Regions from separate parts of the Pan troglodytes genome. Here regions 1 and 2 are each linked to region 3. Evidence: chromatin contacts called from public HiChIP or PLAC-seq data. All regions are on one chromosome and are shown on one strand. The core of a region is the stretch at or near the end of the contact, and the rest is flanking DNA. Distances in the headings are between cores, read along the strand shown.

Region 1 (2,700 bases), core at 167-2,666, 240 kb after region 3:
AGGCCGGGCGGGAGCCGGGGTCGCCGGGCGCCGCCTCCCGGTGCATCTCGGGAAGGGCTCCCGCCCGCGCGGCTCCGTCTCCCCGGCGCGGCCCGCTCGCCGTCCTGCTCGCTCAGGGCCTGGGCAGACGCGGCCCGCCCGAGCTACCGCGGGTTCCGAGACGCCTTCGCACTGCTCCTCCACCCAGGGGATCTTTGTTCCCGGAGCTGTTCCCCGCCTCGCTGCTCCCGCCGCAAAACCTGTTTGCGGAATACCCGCCGCAAGTCTGATTTGACGATGTGCAGTTTTGGGGTGCGCCAGTTGTGGGGGCATTCATAGAGGCAGCGAAGGGACCCCTAAGTTTAAACACCCGGGGAAGGGTAAAGGAAGAGCGTCGGGCCCCCCTCCTCCCAATAGCGCTCGGGCGCGAACGGCGCCCTCCCGCGCTGCCGGCTCGCGCGGGCTCCGCAGGGCGCGCTGGCGGCGGCGGGGCGGGGCGCGGCAGGCGGGCCCGGGGCCTGCACGTGGTGGCGATCGTTCTTCCCACCCGGCCAGGTCCCCGGGGACCACCGCGCTCAGGGGGAGGAGGAATGCCGTTCCCGGGCCCCGCTCCGGAGAGGGGTTTTACCCTCTGGGATCCCGGAATTGGAGGTGGGGAAGAGAGGAAGCAAGGGAGGACGCGGCGTGGCGCGAGCGTTTCCTGCGCGGGGACTGCGGGGTGGCAGCTGGAGGCCACTGCAGGGACAGGGCGGCGGGCTGGGGGAGCGACCGACTCATGGGGAGGGAAACCCGGTAGGGGGAGCAGGGAGCCGGAAAACAGGGTTGATACATACCTGGATGGGCGGGCTGGAAATGCCTTCCCTGGGCGCGCAGCGCAAGGCCGGCGGAGCGGGCTCCGGGTGGTCGCGGACCGAGACTGGGGAGAGCAGAGCCGCACTTGGCCAGGCGCGTGGCTGAGTGGTGTTTACATTCTGCAGCCACTCCACGTTGTGCTGCCGCCCGTGCCTCCCATTGGCCAGCTCTTCAGCCAACGCTTTGCTCCTCCCCGAAGGGCGGGCCCTCGGGTCCCCGCGTCGCTCAGGAAAGACCTGGGTTCCCTGAGGCCTTGGCGGGACAGCTAGGACGCGCCCCTGGACGGTCACTTCCCAGCCACCCTATGGTCACCCGAGTCGTGTCCCCCTGTTATGCGCCCGGGCTGAGCCGCAGGCTGACACCCCCGAAATCCAGGAGTTGCAGTGGGAGGGAGCAAAAGCAAACTGGCGGGAGATGCGCGAGCCAGGCGGCGGGGAGACCAGCCGCGGAGAAGGAGCCCCTGAGAGTTTCCCTACCGCCGCCGGCCGCGCCGTGGAGCGCGGTGGACGCGGGCAGAAGGCCCGGTAGAGTGGACCCCACGGCCGCTCCGGGTGGCGGGCGCGCACTGAGAGCAGGGCGCGGCGCGCGGGCGCGCGGGAGGACGGGCGGGAGAGGGGAGCGCGCTGTCCGGAGGTGTCAGTCTGAGGCGCATGCGTGCGGGGCGGGACCGGCCCGGCCTATATATTGGGTTGGCGCCGGCGCCAGCTGAGCCGAGCGGTAGCTGGTCTGGCGGTGAGGAGTTGCTGCGCGTAGGGGGGATGCGGGAGGAAAGAAAGCCCAGTTGGGCCGATCACTTACCACAGGCGGGAGCCTCAGGGAGGAAAATCGGGAGGGCTGAGAACTAGACGACTGGGGGTCATGGGTTCCCGCGTTCCGTCCCTGTCAGGAACCTTGGCAGGGGACCGGGAAGCGGCTGGGCATGGAGAGCCGCCCCTCATTCTAGGGGCTTCTCTATCCCACCCTCATTTGGGGAGCTATCCCGTGGGAGAGAGGATGGGAGGCCGGGTCCCCTCCATGGGGAGAAAAGTTCCCAGCCAGCCCAGTCTCCCCTTTCTTTAGCTCCTTTTCCTGCCCTCCCCCACGCCCTCCGCTTCCCATCTGGAGTTGGGGTCCCGGCGCCCCTCCGAGCGGCGGTAGGGCGGCGGGGCCGGGAAGGAGGGAAAGGAGACTGGAGGCCGTGACACCAGTCTTGGTTCCTCCGCCCCCTGCTTCCCCGCCACCGCCGCTCTCCAAATTGGCGCGGAACCGGCTTCTCCACAGCATTTCGCCTCCACAACCCCCTCTCCCCGCTGGTCCAGGAGGGAGGCGGGACGTGGGGGCGCTGCCCAAGCCCCACTCCCGGTGTACGGGGGAGAGGGTGGAGGACCCAGAAAAACCCGTTTGAGGAAGATGTGCCTCCCTGCGCGTTCAAGGTGTCAGGAGTGCTTGGTAAATTTTTGGACACTCGCGTTCCAGCTGTACATTCAGTTGAGGAAATGCAGGCTTGTATCCAAAATGAATTACCATGAGCTAGCTAACATAGCACAGAAGATGGCAGGGTCACAGGGCCCAGGCCCCCTTCGGAGGGACTGAGCTTTCACCTCCGAATCAGCGTCTTACTGGCACTTGGAGAATGTGAATGACAATGTACTTGACTGCGGCTTTTCCTCTCCCTCCTTCAGAGGTTTTATACACCTGAAAGAAGAGAATGTCAAGACGAAGGTAACATTATCTGTCTTAGAGACATGTTTCAAATTAGTTGCTGCCTTTAACTTACTAATTACACTTCCTTTTTAAAAATTCACTACAGTAGCCGTTTACAAGCTAAGCAGCAGCCCCAGCCCAGCCAGACGGAATCCCCCCAAGAAGCCCAGATAATCCAGGCCAAGA
Region 2 (2,700 bases), core at 58-2,557, 180 kb after region 3:
TTGTTCCAGGCTTTCTGGAGACCCAGACAGACCCTTTCTTCCCTTAAGACAATAGATGTCACTGGAATGCTAAGTGATTGTTTATCTAAAATGCAATTTTAAAAAATTCTTGTCTTTCCCAGACACTTGGCAACATGCTGTGTCCATGGTAGAAGCCCAGCAGATCCTAACTGTTGATGGGTAGATAGAAAACGACCTAAGTGGACTTCACTTTGCCATTCTCCTCAGTACAGACCGAACAACTTGTTGCTTTGTGTTCTGAGGCTGCCCCAAGTAGCCATCCTATGGGTTGGTAGGAAACAATATTCTTTAGCAGCCTTGATGCAACTGGCAGGGTTATGGCCACAGCCTGCTTTCATAAGCAGGAGGCAGAGGCATTAGTTGCATTGTATCTGTTTGTTGGTGTGAATGTGGTCCTGCACTGTGAGTCTTCCAAACAAAACTTGAGGTTGAATCCCTTTTGTTAGGGTAGATAAGGGAGCGTATTGAGCTCCACGGAAAACAGACAGGAGGACTCTGACAGATGGGGAAAGGGTCACCCCCACAGCAGGGGGTCAGCCTGGAAGTGGGTACTATAGCAACACGCTAAGAATTATTCTGTGAATTAAAGGATGGTTGGATTCACTGGATCTGCCCAGGCAGGGAACCTGGCTGGGTCTTTGTCAGTGAACAGATGAAAAGCTTGCTTGCATTTGTGTAATTTGACAGTTTGGTTGTGTTCAGACAGCTCTACGCTACGGAGATGACATTACTCCTGAGTTTCACTGCATGCATTTATGTAAACCAGTGGCATACCAGGAAGGGAGGCAGTGGGAGTGATCCACCCCAGGTACAGGCAGTACACAGTAAATTTGTGTGTCTGCAAATAATTTTAAAATAAAATTGACTAAAAGTCAGTTTGCTTTTTATTATTATGCTCCAACAGTTCCAAACAATGTCGTGGTAAAGTACTCCTCCCTCCTAGGGACAGACTTCACCTATGCTGCCCTGAGGCACTCCCTCCTTGGTGCACCACTGGGAATAAACAAGCACCAGGTGGGAAGATTATAAATCAGCAAGAGAGTAAACAGAAAGCAAGTGACTCCTGAGATAAGATGTTTTCATCACAAACACTATTTGGTAGAGTTTAGAGTCACTGATCTGTGATGGGCATTTCTGTTAGCTTTGTGTTTTGGTTATTGCTGCTTCAAAAACTACCCCAACATTTAGTGCCTTAAAACAATGATCATTTATTTGTTCACAATGCCGTCATTTTGGCAGTGCTCCGTGGGGATGGCTTATCTCTCCTCTGTTCAGTATGGTGTCTGCTGGAGCTGGAACTTCCTAAGGGCTTTCCCACTCATGTGTCTGGTAGCTCAGCTGGGATGAGCTGAAGAGCTAGAGCTGGCCAGGCATCTCTTTCTTTTCACATAGCCTCTCCCTGTGGCTAGCAGGGTGGTCTCTCCTCATGGGTGGCTGGCATTTTCCAGAGTACAAAGCAGAAGCTGTGGGGTTTGCTTAATGCTTTTGCTTAATGACGAGGCTTGGAAGTCCTAGAACATTCTTTCTGCCACATTCTATGGTCAGAGCAATCACAGGGTCAGCCCAGATTCAAAGGGAAGAAAAATACACCCACTTCATGATGGAGATACTGTTGTGGTCATCTTTGGAAAAATGATCTACTTCATATTGAATTTTTCTATCATAACAAGATGATGATTTCACATGTTGCTTTAACCATGATAAACCTTATCAAACTGGAAAAAGGTAGGCCTTTTTCTTTTTAAAAATTAGCCCCTTGTAATTGTCATCATACCTTGGTTCTGAATGTGGAGATGGCCCCTTCAATGGATTCCTAGGGAGAAACAAGAGATCATCGGGCTCCTACCATAGCATGTGGGAGAAAATATTAGAACAAGCCTGATTTGCAAAAACCTAGAATCCAAAGCATGTTCAAGTCTGTGAGACTATCTAGAACACAGTTTTAGCTCTTTCTCCCAAGATAAGGTCCAATGATCATCATATTTTGATCATTACTCCTTGGTGTCTGACAACTCCCTGCACTGCAATTTACATCCTTTAAAACCAGCATTGTTGGAAATGGACTGACTACATTGTGAGGGTCAGAATGTGAGTGTCTTTCAGATACTGTAATGTGTGATAGGCATCCCTCCAGGGTTGCTATACAGTTCACCCCAGGTCAAATAACTACATCCCAGTCCAAACAGTATCCACATGAGAGCTGATAGGCATCAACGTTACTCACCTGCCTTTGCCAGTTAATCCACCTATATGTGGCACAGAGCCTTGGTCTGGAAAACACTTTCAAGCCCACTGTCTCACTCTCTTGTCACTATAAATAACCTGGTGAGTTGGCAGTCCCGGCGTGAATGCCCACAATTTGCAGGTATGCAAACAGAACAGAGGGGCTAAGTTCCGTGGGTCACATGAGAGCTAGGCTGCAGCGCCTGGGGAGACGGCCGTTCCCGCCCGGTGCGCTTGTTGTCCGCTGGAGCAGAGGCCCCCGAGCCTGCTGACCTCTCTGCCTTCAGGCCTGGTCTCGCAGTCCCTTGTGCCTCGCCTATAGGCAGGCGGAATCCAGAGCGTGCAGCAAGCCCGGCCGGCTCTCGGTGGCGGTTTCTACAGCAGGTGGGGCCTGGCTCCGTGATTGAGCGGCCTCTACCCCTCTATCTGGGGCCCAGCAGCGGCCCCCTCCCAGCA
Region 3 (2,700 bases), core at 123-2,622:
CATTTAACAGAATTTTAAAGCAAGATGTCTTTATTTAAAAATCATTTAGATTCATTTACTGAGGCTGAATATTTTCTTCTGAAGCTTAGTCACTATACTAGTTTTATTTAGAGGCCGATTACGTGTGCTTTCCAAATAAATAGCTTAATACCATTCATCCCCCGTGTGGTCGGGACCCAAAGGGATTATAATGAAGCCTTCGTTAATACTGAATTAACGTGAAGACCCCACGAGCTGCCAGAGTATTAAAAAAAAGTAAATGCTCAAAACGCGGTAGGCATTCACCCTTAAGAAACTAAAGGGAGGGGAAAAAAACTTCAAACTGTCAAGATCACTTCTTATTCTTAAGAGAACACATGCCTTTAAGACTCTCAAAGTTTGTGTCTAAATCTTTCTTTAATGAGTCTCTTCAGCAACGTACTACACAACACGACAAAGAAGGCATTTATCAACAACGCGTTTTGTGAGTCTATGAATTACCGAGGAGGGCTTAGGTGTCTGTAACCTTCATACCCACTTCCACCGCACACTCAAGTTATTGCTGGAATGTACGGAGAGCACACAAGGCTATTCAAGCAACACCGGCAGCGCGCTCTCGGCCTTCAATCACGTTTTTAAAAAGAAAAATAAATTCGGCAAAGGATCATAAAACTTGAAAAGGCTCCAAATAAATAAACCATCGCTTCTATCAGAGCAAGTTCTGCGGGGCCATTTTTGTCTCCCAAGTGACATACAAATATGTAGTTCAGGTCATAAGGTCCCCGACACGCAGACCCTGCAAACTTTTCGGCCAGAAATTTGTCGCGACCCTGAGACGCCCCCGGCCGTGTCCAGGACCCCCGTCCTCAGGCCCCACAACTTCTCACCCGGCCTCGGGGCTCCTTCCCGCGTCCGCCGGCCCCCGCCCCGCAGACCCGTGGACCGGACCCTACCCGGCGGCCCCCGTTCCCCCGCGGCGGCGGCGGCGTCCTACGGGCGGGCGCGGCTCGCTCCCGGGCTGGCGGGACGGCGGCGGCAACTGGCCCGCGGGCCGGCCCCGGCGCGAGGGGAGCGGCCGGGAGCGCCCCGTTTCTCACAGACCCCAACATGGCGTCGGCCGCCACCGCCCGCGACGACGACACCTCCCGGCGCTGCGACGGCTCCGGGACCGCGGGAGGAAGCGCCCGGAAAGTTTCGCGTCTCCCCTCCCGGCCCGTCAGGAGCCGGCGGACCACCCACCCGGGCTTCACCTACCCCGACGGCCGCGGGCGGCGGCGGCGGCGGCGGCAGCGAAGGCGAAGGTCCGATCCTCCTGGTCGCGGACGCAGGGCGCGGACTCTGCCCGTTCCCCGCCGGGGCCTTCCAGGGTGTGTGCTGTCCGCAGCCCCGCGCAGCCGGCGCGATCCAGACGCGGTGGGCGGGCTGGCCGCCAGCACAGCCGCTCGCAGGTGACTCCCCCGCCCCTCCAGTCGAACCCGACAACGGCTGCCTGGGCTGGCCTCTCCCCTGCGCGCGCACGGGCGCGCCCCCGTCCACACTCCGGGCGCGAGCGCGCGGGCACGAGCACACCCACACCCCTCGCTCCCCGCCCTTTCTTGCCAGTTCCCTCGCCCCGCCCCTCGCACCCCTGGCGACGCGCTCTAGGGGCGGGGCCTTTGGCGGAGGCCACACCCACCCAGGCCGGCCGCGGGCGGAGCTTGTCCATGTGTGAGGTCGGGACGCGCTCCCGCGACGCGTTGAGGTGCACGTGAGGCGCCTTACCTGACTTTCCTGACTCCGACCAGCCCTTAGAAAGTATTGCTCAACTGTCTACGAAGTTCTTAGGGAGACTGGAATAATAGAAGGAAGACACCTCCCCACCCACAACAGGCCTCCCCAGGGAACTGAAGAACGAGAAAGGCAGGCTTTGGATCTAAATGCCCAAAGGCATCGGTACTGGCATTTGCTGCTCCCATTTAGCACAGCAATCCTTTCCGTCACACTTTCCCTTTGCTTTACCTAAAATCCCTCCGCTTGAAACCAAGGGAACTGCGGCGACACACACATACCCTACGTGCTCCACCCAGCCCTTTCTTTTAAATGCATACTTTAGAATTCTGGTCTTTCCAAAACTTTGACGACACAAAACCCCATCAGCCTACTTCACATACCTAGAAACTGTAATTATTGCATAGTATATAAGGTTAAATGTGCCCTAATTGATCTGATAGCTAAGCGCTCTGATGGGTTCGTAGAGAGGTAACGAAGTTGCTTAGGGTAGACTAGGGATGGGGGCGAAGTAGGGAGAACAGCATACTTATTTTAAACAAAGTGTGTGTGGTGTGTAGGAGGAAATTGGGTTTTGGTAAATTTTATATTTCTTATTCATCTATTACTTCAGTAAGTTGTTTTAACCTGTGTTTGATTGCTGTTGAATTAGAGTCACTACCAGCCAAGCTGCACGTGGATGAGCACCTAGGGATGAGAGCAGACTTGGGTTCCGCCCTGCTCTTCCACCTGGGATCTTCCTCCTCCAGGCTTGTTGCCTCCTATCCTCCCCTATTTCAATAGAGTTTGTCTCTGAAACAAACAAGTCTTTTTTTAAATTAATAATTAGAACAAAATTGGCAAAGATGAACTTTTTTTAAATGGGGAAAGTTGTATGATCACACACACACAATCTTTCGTGTGTTAGAGTTGTCTCTAGATGAGTACAGATGTCACCAGGACGCTTGTCCGTAC

The links. HiChIP or PLAC-seq counts read pairs in DNA pulled down with a chosen protein or histone mark.
Region 1: a contact with region 3 is called in an H3K4me3 HiChIP or PLAC-seq map of stem cell-derived excitatory neurons, with 2.1 times the contacts expected there. The contact joins the promoter of NDUFAF6 here to the promoter of PLEKHF2 in region 3. A contact is called at or near these places in 1 of 7 Hi-C or Micro-C datasets (stem cell-derived neural progenitor cells) and 1 of 1 datasets of contacts at active chromatin or transcription factors (stem cell-derived excitatory neurons).
Region 2: a contact with region 3 is called in an H3K4me3 HiChIP or PLAC-seq map of stem cell-derived excitatory neurons, with 2.4 times the contacts expected there. The contact joins the promoter of TP53INP1 here to the promoter of PLEKHF2 in region 3. A contact is called at or near these places in 1 of 7 Hi-C or Micro-C datasets (stem cell-derived neural progenitor cells) and 1 of 1 datasets of contacts at active chromatin or transcription factors (stem cell-derived excitatory neurons).

What each region holds. Positions count from the first base shown.
Region 1 is chr7:105,105,905-105,108,604 of NHGRI_mPanTro3-v2.0_pri, reverse strand. It overlaps NDUFAF6 (NADH:ubiquinone oxidoreductase complex assembly factor 6), which reads right to left and starts at 1,416. Exons shown (of 13, transcript XM_063816425.1): 1 at 813-1,416. CCNE2 (cyclin E2) reads left to right here and starts at 43. Exons shown (of 12, transcript XM_016959698.4): 1 at 43-291; 2 at 2,493-2,532; 3 at 2,621-2,700. The coding sequence starts at 2,519.
Region 2 is chr7:105,160,899-105,163,598 of NHGRI_mPanTro3-v2.0_pri, reverse strand. TP53INP1 (tumor protein p53 inducible nuclear protein 1) reads left to right here and starts at 1,307. Exons shown (of 6, transcript XM_063816438.1): 1 at 1,307-1,746. The region is part of intron 1 of NDUFAF6 (NADH:ubiquinone oxidoreductase complex assembly factor 6); the gene reads right to left.
Region 3 is chr7:105,341,811-105,344,510 of NHGRI_mPanTro3-v2.0_pri, reverse strand. PLEKHF2 (pleckstrin homology and FYVE domain containing 2) reads right to left here and starts at 1,372. Exons shown (of 2, transcript XM_016959701.3): 1 at 1,234-1,372.